Linked DNA regions of Sus scrofa: region 1 is linked to region 2. Evidence: chromatin contacts called from public Hi-C data. All regions are on one chromosome and are shown on one strand. The core of a region is the stretch at or near the end of the contact, and the rest is flanking DNA. Distances in the headings are between cores, read along the strand shown. Region 1 holds the start of ST3GAL5 (lactosylceramide alpha-2,3-sialyltransferase). Region 2 overlaps POLR1A (DNA-directed RNA polymerase I subunit RPA1).

Evidence for each region. Hi-C and Micro-C count contacts between places; a contact is called where the count stands out from the background.
Region 1: a Hi-C map of mesenteric adipose tissue shows a contact between it and region 2, with 1.4 times the contacts expected there. A contact is called at or near these places in 1 of 5 promoter capture datasets (liver), 7 of 47 Hi-C or Micro-C datasets (blood, embryonic fibroblasts, fetal heart ventricle and 3 more) and 1 of 2 datasets of targeted methods (skeletal muscle).

Annotation. Positions count from the first base shown.
Region 1 is chr3:58,861,076-58,867,682 of Sscrofa11.1, forward strand. It overlaps ST3GAL5 (lactosylceramide alpha-2,3-sialyltransferase), which reads left to right and starts at 1,909. Exons shown (of 7, transcript XM_021087293.1): 1 at 1,909-2,122. The coding sequence starts at 2,035.
Region 2 is chr3:58,697,404-58,704,373 of Sscrofa11.1, forward strand. All of the region lies in intron 12 of POLR1A (DNA-directed RNA polymerase I subunit RPA1), which reads left to right. Among named protein-coding and RNA genes, the nearest start is that of POLR1A, 31 kb to the left of the region's middle.

The DNA of each region.
Region 1 (6,607 bases), core at 659-3,158, 160 kb after region 2:
GAATGAGGGAGTGGGGAGGTTGAGCTTAACAGTTGTCCCATTAAGACAGGCTGGGGCAGGAGGCAGTGTCAAGCTCCCTTTCTCCCTTTCTCCTACTTAACTCACACTCTTCCCAGCCCGGGTACTGCTGACTCACATGGCAGCCTTAAAGGGTGTCTGGGCCTTGCCTGCCTGAGGGCAGGCTGAAGTGCAGAGGTGCACGGATGAGGGTTCAGCCCCCAACAGGAAGACAGTGGCGGTCAGGTCTCACTATGGCTCTGTTAGTGGTAGATTAACTGCAAGGTTAACCGTTCCTGCTCTAAATAAATACCTTCAAACAAGGGCTGGCTTTATGGACAAGGAGGATCTGGGAGAAATGGGCTGGTCTCCAAGGGAGAGGAAGTGAGGTGCTCAGCATTCCCCTTGCAGCTGTCACTAACCCCACGGAGCCAGGCCGCTGCTCTGCTGGTCAGCCTTGGCCAACACACTGGATTTTGATCTCCTAGTGACAGCTTTTTCACCAGTATTTTCAAAATGCTCAAGTGTCGTCACCTTAGATAATCCAGAAACATTTTTATGACAAAATCCTTTTGGGAGGCGTGAAGGGAGAATCCTTCCACCCTTTCCTTTCCAAGATTTCCCTCCTGATCTTTTTTTCTTTCTTTCTTTTTTTCTCTTTTTAGGGCCATGCCTGTGGCATGTGTATGTCTCCAAGCTAGGGGTCAAATCAGAGCTGCTGGCCTATGCCATAGCCACAGCCACAGCAACGCGGGATCTAAGCTGCATCTGTGACAGCTCACGGCATCGCTGGATACTTAACTCACTGAGCAGGACCAGGGATTGAATCAGCATCCTCATAAACACTAGTCTAGTTTTTAACCTGCTGAACTACAAGGGAACTCCTCCCCCCTGATCTTTGTTACTCAGATAACACTTTTTTTTTTTTTTTTTAGCACCCCATCCCCGCTGAGGGACAAACACAGACATCTTCAAACCCTGTTTGGAGCTGTGCAAACTGAGTGCAAGCTGTTGCAAAAAAGAGTGATAAGACTCTCAGTTCGTAGAGACATATTTGGCTCAATGTCTAGAATCTTCTTTATCAAGCAAGGACCTAACAGGCACCACAGGCACATGACTGTGATTGCTCTGTATATGTCCAGCAACCCGAAAGAAAATTCTGAAAGCAGACCAACTTCACCGACTTTACTGGAGAGTCAACAAGTCCGATGGCACAGCAATGTCACAGGCACATTCTACACACCTGGCCGTTGAAAGAAAGAACATATCCGTCCTTTCAAGTCTTTTAAATTCCTGAACTTGGGGATTCACCAATATTCACGCTTTAAAAATTGTATGCCATTTGCTCTCCAGAATCAAGGGGGATTCCAGAGGTATGGAAATGGGCGCTCCAGGCGCAGGTTCTGATCCTGGTTCTGCCACTAATTGCCCCAGTGACTCACCTTTGCTCTTTGGGTCTCAATTACCCAGCTGTGAAACTAGTAATCTCTCGCTTTTCTGTTCTGCACATCCCCAGCCGCACTCAGGTTTCCCTGCTTGTCTCCAGGGCCCTAGAACTCCAAAGCTGCTTTGCCTGGGGGTCGGTCCTGTAGAATAAAGCACGTGACTACATAAAGCCGGTTCATTCAGCGGCTCCGCAACTACGAGTCCTCCCCTCAGTAATCTTCTAGAACCAGTCTAAATACACCTCTTCTTAGTGCCTCCACAGTCTAACCGCACAGAGATCCAAAGGGCGGTGGGTACCCGGGACCCCCCATGCCGCACACAGCTCCGCGCGTGTCCGGCTGGGGGCGCCCCCTCCCCTTTACCCGGCAGGGTGGAGGGTTGCGTGTTCTGGGAGCCGGGCCGCCCCGGGAGCACTCACGCGCTCTGATTGGTCTCTGGCGTACTCGTGACTCCGGCCCCGCCCCACGCCCCTCCTCCGCATCTGAGCCAGGGAGCTGATGGTCCTGGACTGAATGGGCGCGAGCGCGGCGTCGGGGGCGGGCGGGGGCGCGGGGCCAGGGACTGGCGGCCCGCGGGCTCCCGCTCCCTAGTATGCGGACGAAAGCGTCAGGCTGCACCGAGCGGCGTCCCCTGCAGCCGCAAACCGAGGCGGCGGAGGCGGCGGCACCTGCCGGCCGAGGTACGTGGCGCAGCCCCCTCCTTGGCGTAGCGGGGCCCGCCGGCCGGGGGCGGCGGCGGCGATCTGTCCCTGTTCCAGTGCGGCTGGGCCTGGCGGCTCCGTCCCAGCCCCCATGGGCAGCGCCCAGGACCCACTTCCCCCAAACGCGTCTCGCGGGCTGAGAGCGGTGGCCTCCCGCGGAGTGGACGGGCTGGGGGCGCCGCGGCCCGCGCAAGTGTGAACACGAAGGAGGCAGAGGGGTGAACGGCCGGGCTGTGGGGTTCGGCTGCGGTGGCGCTTTTCTCCTCTGTCTTCTGCAGCGGCTTGGGGTTTAATTCATTGCTGGAAGCTTCTGAACCTGGAAAGCCAAGTTAACTCATTTCCCCAGGACAGCATTCGGGGGCCCTCTGTGGCCAGCAGCTCCGGAAACTGACCTTTGCATCCTTCGGGAGGGTGTGAGGTGTGGTGTCTGCAGGTAGAAATTCGCCAGTGACCTTGCCTGTCACCTCCCTGCGGCCAGCCCAGCGGGAGACACGTTTTGGTGACCTTTAGTTTCTCTTGAATTGGAAGCAGCTGCCTTGACGTGAGCAGCTGCCTTCACATGTGCCTCTAGTGTGTAAGTAAGGCAGGATTTTCGGGGAAGATTTTTGGAGAGCATGTCGGAGGAGCCTGCAAATAGGAAGACGTGGGGTCCTGCCTTAACTCCACACCAGGTGACCTTGGCCAACACTTATATCCCTGTGGAACACCGTCTTCAGTCTGTACCGGTAGGCTTGGCCAAGGTCCTTTTCAGGCCCCTGGTTCCGAGGTTCTGACCACAGAATGTCTTTCCCAGTGAAGAGGATCCTGCAGAATCATTGGCTGCCATGAAAGACAAATTTTATGTCCTCATGTCTCACTTCATGTCTGTGGCCTTTGCTTAATTAGATGTCATTCATTTACAAGGGAAAATGGTTTTGCCTGCTGCCCTTCATCTGGCACCTTTGGGTTGTCTGCTCATTGGGCCAACCACAGAGCTGGGTGTTGGGGTTACAGAGAGGAAGGAGACTCCTCTCCCACCTGCGGATGTTAAACCTGAGCCCTCCTCTTGGTTTATGACTGGTAATCCTCCTCTGCGGAAGGATGCATGTCCTGAAACTGGAAGAAGAATCTGGTGTCTGCTGAGTGAAGGGGCACAGATTCAAAAACTGTCAGGATGGGTTGTGGTTTCATTCGCATAATTCTGAAAGTCTGACAGTTGAGAAGAATGGTTTACATTTCTAGTCAGAGAGCCAGGGATCACCTCAATTCCAACCAGTGCTTGGACGAGGAGAGGCTGTGAACTGGGAGAGTCCTGTGACCGAAATGCCATGAGCCTTTTCACATGTCTGTCCATTGTCTGAGTGCTGCTGTTGCTGTAAGATGAAAGGAACCTTGGTTGTGGTTATTTATTGTAATTAGCTCTGTCTTCCTCTCAGCAAGAAAAGAAATGCGGTGAGGTGGGAAGTCTTTGTGGAGGAGCGAGGGAGAGGGCTGGCAGGCATACATTTTACAAATGCACATTTATGACTCCCCATTTTGTAAATGCTTATAATTCTGGGACAAACTGCCAAATTGTTTCATATTATCAGAATAGGTTAGTATTAAATTTTCAAGCTGTATCCAAGGCAGCATGAGAAGCAGCCCTTTGTTCTCTGATATGCCTCCTGCAGTCCTCCCATGCTGTCCCCGATGGGCTCTTTGGCAGGAGTTTTTCTAGCAGGTTGGCTCTTGGGAGGTGAACGGGACAATGAAGAGGGACTGTGGGAGTCCATCCAGGTGCTGGGGACAGAAGGGAAAATCTTGGCAGGAGGGTCAAGGCTCCCTTTGCACACCCTTCGAGCTCCTGAGGAGCGGCCGAAGTATTTAATTGGAGCTGCCTGTGGAGATGGAGTATTGAGACGGCTCCCTGGGGGCGCACGCTGTGTTGTTGGTCTAGCTGGGAGCCTTGGCGGAATTGAAACAACTGGCCACGCACACACACGTGTTAGTGATGGTACGAACTCCCTAACTGCTCAGGAAGGAGAAGCAAGGGCTGGATCCATATGTGTGGCACCGGTTAGCAAAGGCGTCCCAAAGTGGGTGAATCCCTGGTCTGATGTGGGAGGAAGCCATGAGCATGGATGGTGACACCCAGGCTCTCCAGAGAGACCCATCTTGAGCACAGGTGCACGGGGGAGTGAAGAAGATGTATAAGGGACGGGGGTGGGGGGGTGGGGGTGGGGAGAAACGAGCTTAGAGGGGGTACATGGACCCTATGAGGCTTGTCTTGTCTACCTGGAGAGCTTTTTCTTTTCTTCCTAAATAGCATACATCCTGGGAAAGTAGACATAAGTGTACTGTTCAACGGATGTTCCGAACCCAGCACACCATGCCTTTACATCAAGGAGCAGGAACGTCCTAGGTGCTCCCTTCCAGGCCTTGCCTCTTTGAAGATAACCGCTGGCCTGACTCCCTGAGCTTATATAATTCAACCTTGCCATGTCCCTCTTCCTCTTTTAGCTTTGGGTTTCCGAGACACTCTGGATGCTGCCTGTCTTTGTGGGGGTGCTCACTCTCGTGGCTGATTCAGGTGAATAATATACTGTATATTTGTCTGTACACTGTTGAGGGACATTTGGGTGGTGTCCAGCATTTGGCTATTGCAGATCATGCTGCCGGGACTGTTTTCATTCCCGTCTTTACATATACATGAGTTTCTAATCAAGGTCTATGTTAGGGTTGTGGTTCCTGTTCATGAGTGTGTGTATGTATACTCAGCTTTGGGAGCTACAGGCAAAGCTATTCTATTCCAGTTTTGGAATAAAAGCAGTGGTAGTTCCTCACTATTAGCTGATGAATGCAACACTGACTTTCAGTAGAGGCGGAAAGTTGTACTAGGAGCCAAGATCAGTTTCTACGTGGTTGCGCCCCATGTCTTCTTGGCAAGTTCAGTCACCTCCAGGCCCCAGTCTCCCCTGGGTCGGGTAGCAGGATGGGCTAAGCTGTGGGGGACCCTTTCGCTCCATGAACCTCTGTGATCAGGGGAAAGTTTCTCTGGTCAAAATGCTGCAAACACTCGTGAGAACCTCTCCCTCCCTTAGCTTTCTCTACTTTGTTTTTACTTATGTGCCTTGCCTTCCCGGTACCTCTGGATTTGTACTTAAGGATTCCCCCATGTCCTACAGGAAAAGCCTATTTCTTGTTTGGCCTTTTGAGGCCCTACAAGGCATTTTTGTTCCCCTTTACAGTGTGGAAAAATATATTCAGGATTAAGTTATTGGATGGTTCACCAACTCCTTATACTGATGAAGTCTTCTCCTTTTTAAATTTTGTTTGTTTTTGCTTTTTAGGGTTGCACCTGAGGCATATGGAAGTTCCCAGGCTAGGGGTTGAATCAGAGCCTCTGTTGCTGGCCTACAACACAGACACAGCAACACGGGATCCAAGCCGTGTCTGCAACCTACACCACGGCCTCACAACAATGCTGGATCCCTGACCCTCTGAGGGATCAGGCCAGGGATCGAACTGAGGGATTGTTCTGAGGCCAGGGATCAAACCCGCATCCTCATGGATACTAGTTGGGTTAGTTAATCACTGAGCCTCAAAGGGAACTCCAAGTTTTTAATATCTGGAATTAATTGTTCAGTATCATGTGGTATGATTTGATTAAAGGGGAAAAATTGATACAAATAACAAGTGTGGAGAAAAAGGTCTATTTGATGGAATAGTAAGTCTGTGTTTTGAACACGAAGGCTGACTTTAAGACTAGGTTATCATTCTCATAATTAAAGGCTTATACATAGTGAGTTGAGAGCAGAACAATTTTTCTGTTATATATGTAGAGTTCCTTCTTCCCCAGACTTTCTCTCTCCTCAGCTTCTACTTTTTCATCTTCTTCTATCTTGTTTTTCACCTCCTTTCTGCTTTTCACAAACATCTTGTCCTCATTTCCAGGAGCAAGAGAGGAGGACAGAGTTGCCGTAATTTTTCAGAGCTGCCAATACTCTCTCTCTTTGCTTGGTGTTTTCTGCAATCAAGCCTTAGTCACCCAGGATTTGGTGGCTGGTGCAGGCTTCTTGTTTATTCTTTCTCTGGATCAGCTCTGTCCAATGGAAATAAAACCCAAGCCATGCATATAATTAAAATTTTCTTAGTAGTTACATTTGAAACATTAAAAGGAAACAGGTGGATTAAAGTTTCAATTTCCCAGGAAGATTAAAAAAAAAGCTTCTAAACTCCTGTGCACCTAATAACATGGCTTCAAACTATATAAAGTAATAAGTGACTGAATGACAAAAAAAGTTGACAGTTGTATCATCAAAGTGAGAGATTTTAGTATACCTCTTTTAGTAACTGATAGAACAGCTAACAAAAAACCAATAAGGGATTGATTCAACAAGGAACACAGTTAATAAGCTTAATCAAACCAATCAAATAGAAAAACATAGTTCCAGCAAGTAAAGATGATGTTTTTACAAAATCTGAGCATTCACCAGATCCCAATGT
Region 2 (6,970 bases), core at 3,523-6,022:
GGCACCCCCACCCCCCCGTGGGTGCTCCGTAGGGGCTTCAGGGTGCTGACCTCATCTAGATGCCCAGGTGGGGCAACACCATGAGTAAAACTTCACTTGGGGAGTTCCCGTTGTGGCTCAGTGATAGTATCCATGAGGATGAGGATTCCATCCCTGGCCTTGCTCAGTGGGTTAAGGATCTGGCATTGCTGTGAGCTGTGGTATAGGTCGCAGACTCGGCTTAGATCCAGCATTGCTGTGGCTGTGGCATAGGCTGGCAGCTGTGGCTGTAATTAAAACCCTAGCCCAGGAACTTCCATATGCTGCAGGTGTGGCCGTAAAAAGAAGAAACAAACAAAACTTCATTTGGCTGTTCCGTGCATTTAGTACAGTGCTGCACACGTCAGGGGCTTGGGAAATACCCTTTAATCTTAAAACTCCATTGTGATTTGCTGCCCTTAAACGGGGCTGCTCAAAGGGTGGTCCTCAGAGCAGCAGCATCCCTCAAGTTGGTGGGAAAAGTACATCCCCAACCCACCCACCCACCAAATTAAACTGTGGAAACAAACTGAGGAGTCTGTGTGTTAAGCTCTGTGGAGGGTTCCTCTACCTGCTAAAGTTTGAGAACTGCCCTAAAGGAAGGAAACATTCTATTGGTGACAACTAATAACAAACATGTTTTATCCCATGCTTCAATTTCAGGCAGTTGCTTGTGGTCACCGTAGTACTATGTTAAGAGCTCCCAAGGCTTTATCTGGGCTCCCTCGGAAAGGGTACATGATGATTAGCAATGTCCGTTGAGGGCACAGTTTGGTGGATGGTATCTTCTGTGTCTGTGTGAAAGAGCAGCCATTCCTGCGGCAGGGGGTAGGGGGGGGCAGGGGATGTAGCAAATGACCCTTAACCCAGGCAGTGGTGGTAGGAGTTGTTGGGAGTGAAATGGTCTGGGTTTGAGATTAACCTATGGTGACTGCCCAGAGTTAGGGGATGCCCGAGTGCGTCCCCCTCACCCATCTGCATCTCTGTTAGACCTCCCCTGACCCTGTGACTTGTCCAGACGCAGTGGCTGACAAGGTCTTCTTTTTAGTGGGTTAGGGCTCTCCAGAGGTTCCATAGGCCTTGGAGGTACTTTGGAGGAGGGACGGAGAGGGAGAGGGAGCACTCTTGGCCTTGTCACGGTGACCACTGGTCCCCATTGCTCTTCACTGCGGCCTGTTCTCTCCCTGTCTCACTGCTGTGCTGAGATGGAGCAGTAACAGGCCATGTGTTTTCTGCTCTGGTGGCAGGGGACACACAGACACAGATCCAGTCACCTGTTTTGTTCTTTTCTCCTGTGTTAAGTGAGGTTTGTGCTCATGGGATTCTTCTGCCATTCCTTTTTTTTTTTTTTTTTTTTTTTTTTTCCTTGTGTCTTTTTAGGGCCATACCCACAGCATATGGAGATTCCCAGGCTAGGGGTCGAATCGGAGCTATAGCTGCCGGCCTACACCACAGCCACAGCAACGCGGGATCTGAGCCACATTGTTGACCTACACCACAGCTTACAGCAACACCAGATCCTTAACCCACTGAGTGAGGCCAGGGATTGAACCTGCGTCCTCATGGATGCTAGTCGCGTTCTTTAACCACTGAGCCACGATGGGAACGCCCTATTCTGCCATTCTTCAGTGCCTAGTGTTTTGCTACAATCTGTGTGAAGGATGCAAGAGAAATCAATGTTTTTTTTGTTTGTTTGTTTTTAATTTATGGTGAAGCTTGGCAAACACCAGGTTATATATATTTTTTAATTTTTTTAAATATTTTTGATTGAAATATAGTTGATTTACAGTGTTGTGCCGATTTCTGCCATACAGCAGAGTAACCCAGTCGTACATATGTATACATTCTTTTTCTCATACTATCTTCCTTCGTGGTCTATCTCAAGAATGAGGTCATCTTCCTATTAAGTCATGCGCAACAGTCTCACAGTAGGAAATTTTGAGGGAAAAGTTGAGCAAGGAGAGCAGAGTGGGATCAGCTGGTGCCCGGTCCACTGCGCCCCCTGCTGCATTTTGCCAGGGACCACAGATGAGCTCCCGCTGCCCTGGGTGGACAGCGTGGTGAGGGCACCAGGGACCGGGACCGAGACCATGTGGTGTGGCAACACGAAGGAGCAGCACCAGAGGATGGCGACTTCACGCACATGATGCTCTAGAAGAAAGGAGTTTGAGGGGCTGCTTGGGGTGGGTGGGGCAAGTTTGGGGTCATCAGGAGGTGAGATGAGGGCCAGCCCAGGGGCAGCAGGGGAACCAAGGGTGAAAGCAGGACGTCTTTCCAGGGAGGGGGGGGGGCTTGGCCGTGGGCTAGGTGTCAGGGCTGCGGAAGAGAGATGAGCAGGAAGCCATGGGTTCCTGCTCCGGAGATGGATGCCCTGGGAGGAGCATCCTGGGCCCTTCTGGACGGAGGTGATGGTGGAGAAGCTATGTCTCCTGTGGAAGTTAGGAATGTGGGATTAGATGAGGGGGCAGCGGGTAAGAAATGAAGTCACCAGAGCGTTCGACTCTTTGAGCGCAAAGCGCAATGAAGAGAAAGTGAGGGGACCCTCAGGAGCAGGAGGAAGGAAGATAAGGTGTCAGGCTGCTGTGGGAGACAGTGGTCAGGTCCGCATCCGTCTGCCACCTGTGTGTGTGAGTGTGTGTATGTGGGTCAGGACCACCCCCGCAGTACCTTTGCATTCCCCAGGGGCACTTAGTAGGTATTTGTCGAGTTAAATATGATGTTTAGGAGGAGGGAGGAAACAGAGGGAAGATGCCTCAGATTTGCCCCAAGAAAGGTCACCTTTGACCCAGGAGAGCCCTTTGATCAAAGTGGGAGGTGCTTCAGGGGCTTTGTGATGAGGCAGCAGAGCAGCAGCTTCATCTGCAACTGAAGAAAAAGCAGAAGGATTGAGGGGGCGGGGGTTTGGACATTATTGGAGTGTGAGGATGAGGCAGATACATGGGGGAACTGCCTTCGCGTGTCCTAGTAGCATCTCTGGGGTCAGGGTTCGAGATGGGGAGCTTAGGAGGGGGCAGGTCGGCCTGGCCACCACAGGCTGGTCAGGTCGTGGGAAGGGACAGAAAGGACTTCTGAGCAGCTGTGAGACTGAGTGAGGTTGGCCCAGTCAGTTGTCTTCCAACTTAAGTTTGAATCCCAAGCCCCCTGTCCCTGCTGCCTTCTAGCCCCTCCCCCGCAATGTCCTGTCCCTGAAGGCCTCTTTCTGCACTTGGCCTGTCATCCCCAAGACTCCCCTAACCCTGCTGGCCCTTCAGGGCTCAGCAAAGCCTTCTTTCCTCAAGGGCAGGGTCCACAGGCTTTTTCGGCCGAGGGCCGGATACTGAGTATTTTAGGTTTTGTGGGCGATAGGGTCTCTGTTACAACTACCCAGCCCTGCCTTTTTGGCCTGCAAGCTGCCGAGGCCGCACAAAACCACTAGGTGTGGCCACGTTCCCCAGAACAGGCCTGACAGGTGGCCTGCCTGCGGGCTGCAGTGGGCCATTCTCACGACTTACATGGAGTTTCCCCTATGTGTCCCGCCCTCAACTCTGTGGCTCCTTGCCCTGTGTTGTCACTCTGCATGCACCCATCCATCCTCCCTCAAGTTCTTGAACCCCGTGAGGACAAGGGCAGGGTGTCCTGCCCGCCATTCTCCCAAGCACCCACCTTGTAGGAGGCACTCAGGAATCCCCTGTGTTCTGAACGGATGGATCCAGGTTGAGGTTCGGGAGGCTCCAAGCTGTGAGGGCCACGTTTGACCTGAGAATGTGGCCAGGGTCAGAGACAGGAAGGGACCTTGTAAAAGAAAAGTGGTTTTCATGTTGGGACTTGAGGACTAAGGGTGATTATCTTCATTTTCCAGAATTACAGTAACATTATATGTAAAGTTTATACATGTAGTCAGGTACATGTGCATTTATAATTTATCTGTGGGAGTTCCCTTGTGGTGCAGCGGGTTAAGATCCGGTGTTGTCACCGCAGCAGCTTGGGTCGCTGCTGTGGCATGGGTTTGATCCCTGCCCAGGAACTTCCACATGCTGCAGATGTAACCAAAAAAATAAACTGAAAATAAAAATTTTATGTGTATATATACACACAGATGTATATATACACAGATGTGTGTGTGTGTATATATATATGTAATATATATTATACATATAAATTTACCTGTAAAGCAGTCTTGCTGAGTGTGTTGCATGTAGATCATGACCAGGCTAAAGGACTGGGAGATGTGACTGGGAGAGAGAGACCCCGGTCCTAGGAAGGTCAGTGCAGGTTAGATGAGGAGGGGGAAGGGTGCCTAGAAGGACCGTGTACCCTGGGAAGTGTGAAGTCTCTGCCCTTCCCCTGGGCCTTGTCCCGGCCCAGCAGTCAGCCAGAAGCAGATCTTTGGCTCTGGGTCTGCCTCTGAGAACTCTGACCCGGGCGCTGGGGTGCAGTAATTTTCACCGCAGTGTTTATTTAGAGACCAGAGAAAGGAAGGGCCTCAGGTTTGGATTGGCGAGGGGAGCAACGTGTGCTCCAGGGCTTCTGTTTGGATTGGCCGGTGCCTTCCAGACAGGCCTGCAAGTCTTCCCAGCTGTGGGAGGTTTGCTTACGCTGGAGGATGTCTTGAATTTGCGAGCCTCAGATCTGAGGCCCCTCCTGGGGTTTGGGACCTGAGCCCCAGATCCCAGCAGTTTCTCCCTTGAGAAGCTGAAGAAATAAGACCTTGAATGTCAGCTCAGGCCCTGGGCAGACCCTCCTGGGAATCCTCAGAATCCAGGTCTCCGTGGAAACAAGGATGTGGGGGCAGGCGAAGGACGAGTTTGAGTTCCCTGGGGAGCTGCTTTTAGGCCTGCCTTTTAGAATTTGAAGGTTAGCTCCCTGCTTTCCTGAGTTGGAGGAAACTTTCAGCCTAGCTGAACAGGAATTAGGGGTGGGGAGCGTTTCTTATTAACCTCTAACCTCTCTGTACCCAGCTTTCTGATCCAACCTCATAATGTGGACAGTGTGAGAAGAAGAAACTAGACTTGGAGTAATTTGTTTCCCCCAGCCTGTCTTCTGCTGGGTAATTTAGGGGAGACTTGAGGTGGGGGGAGGTCCCATGGAGTGTCTGTAACTCCTCTGGACTGCTAAAAGCAGCCTGCAGAATGATGGGGGTCGCAGTTGTGATTAAAGTAGTATCTCTCTCTATCATTTAGGAAGCCCCGTAGTTAAAATAACGTAAGATTAAGGGCCTTACACCAAAGTCAGCTTTGTGAGAGGAGGACATGACCAAAGGCCTGTCGATATTGGTTAAGGAACAAAAAAGTGTGATCCGTGGCTATCTTTAAAATTACTTGTGGTTTTCTTTCTCTTTAAGTTTGCCTGCATTTTCTATATTTTCCCCTACAATCAGCATATCACTGATTTTTTTTCTTGCTTTCTCCAGAAGTCGTTGAAGATCTTTTTTAAAAGCTTTGTAACAGTCGTACGCACTCATTGTAACCCGAACATCCCTAAGATGTGCAAAGGCGAAGGTGATGATGCCCTCTGCCTCACTCCTCCCGAGGGGGCCATAGGCACAGCTTGATGAGGCTCTAAGCATCCTTTTCCCTCATGTATGTAAAATGGAGATTTGGGTGGGTTTTTATTTTATTTATTTATTTATTTATTTTGTCTATTTGCCATTTCTTGGGCTGCTTCCCACGGCATATGGAGGTTCCCAGGCTAGGGGTCGAATCGGAGCATAGCTGCTGGCCTACAGCGGAGCCACAGCAACTCAGGATCCAAGCCGCATCTTCGACCTACACCACAGCTCACGGCAATGCCGGATCCTTAACCTACTGAGCGAGGCCAGGGATCCAACCCGCAATCTCATGGTTCCTAGTCAGATTCGTTAACCACTGAGCCACAACAGAAACTCCTGGGTTGGGTTTTTAAAGGAGAAAGATTTATACAGTCTGACGAGCATCCAGAGTGTGGGTTAGGTTTTAAATTGCCTCATCCTGTCACCTTAGATGGCACCTGGATTGGCTCTCTTTTACTGGAGTACATCATACTCATCACTGCCAGACTGGTGTAGAGTTCAGTCATCCTTTTTCATCCATACATAACATTCCGCACTACATACCATGATTTATCCACCCATGCCCTGCTATGGGCCAGCCAGGTTTTTCCTAATTGTGGGAGGTTTTTTAGCCACACCCATGGCATATGGAAGTTCCTGGGCCAGAGATGGAATCTGAACCACAGGTGCAACCTAATGCCATAGTTGCAGCAACGCCGGATCCTTAAGCCACTGCCCAGGACTGAGGATCGAACCTTTGCCACTGCAGAGACAACACCGGATCCTAACCCACCTTGTCACAGTGAGAACTCGGGTTTTTCTCAGTTTTTCCACAGTAAACACTGCTGCGTAAACATACATGGTCTTAAAACGTCGGCTGGCACTTTTTTTAATCCTGAAAGGCCAAAAGGAAATGAGTTTTAAGTGTTCTGAGATCTCCTGTGAAATCACTTTCCCAAAAGAGAGTGGCAATTTAAACTTCTTATTAATTTTTAAGTGCAGTAAAACATTTTCAGAGAGCATTGGACTGGGAATCCAGAACCCTGTGTTTCAGTCCTGGCTCTGCCGAGTGAGAGTGGGCAAGGATCTCTACGACATTGAGTTCACACTGAGAATAACATTCTCATGTGGGACTGCTGGGGGATTCTAGAGGTCTGCCAAGTCCTTCCGAACCCAGGAGTTTTATGGTCATGTGTTGATGGGCCATCCTCAGGTATGTCCATTTCTTTCTTCAGATTAATCCTCAGAGGAATTCCAGGCTCTGGGAAGGCCATGCATCTCTAAGAAGACAGAGATTACTGGAGGGGGCCTGGAGCCTCATTTGATTATACCTCTGAGCCCAGAGCCAGGGACTGTGCTGTGCTAGCAGCAATTTCTCAGAGCACCAAAGGGACTTAGTAAGCTGTTTCTCAAAGATTTCTAGGGTTTCACTCCAGACTAAAAGGA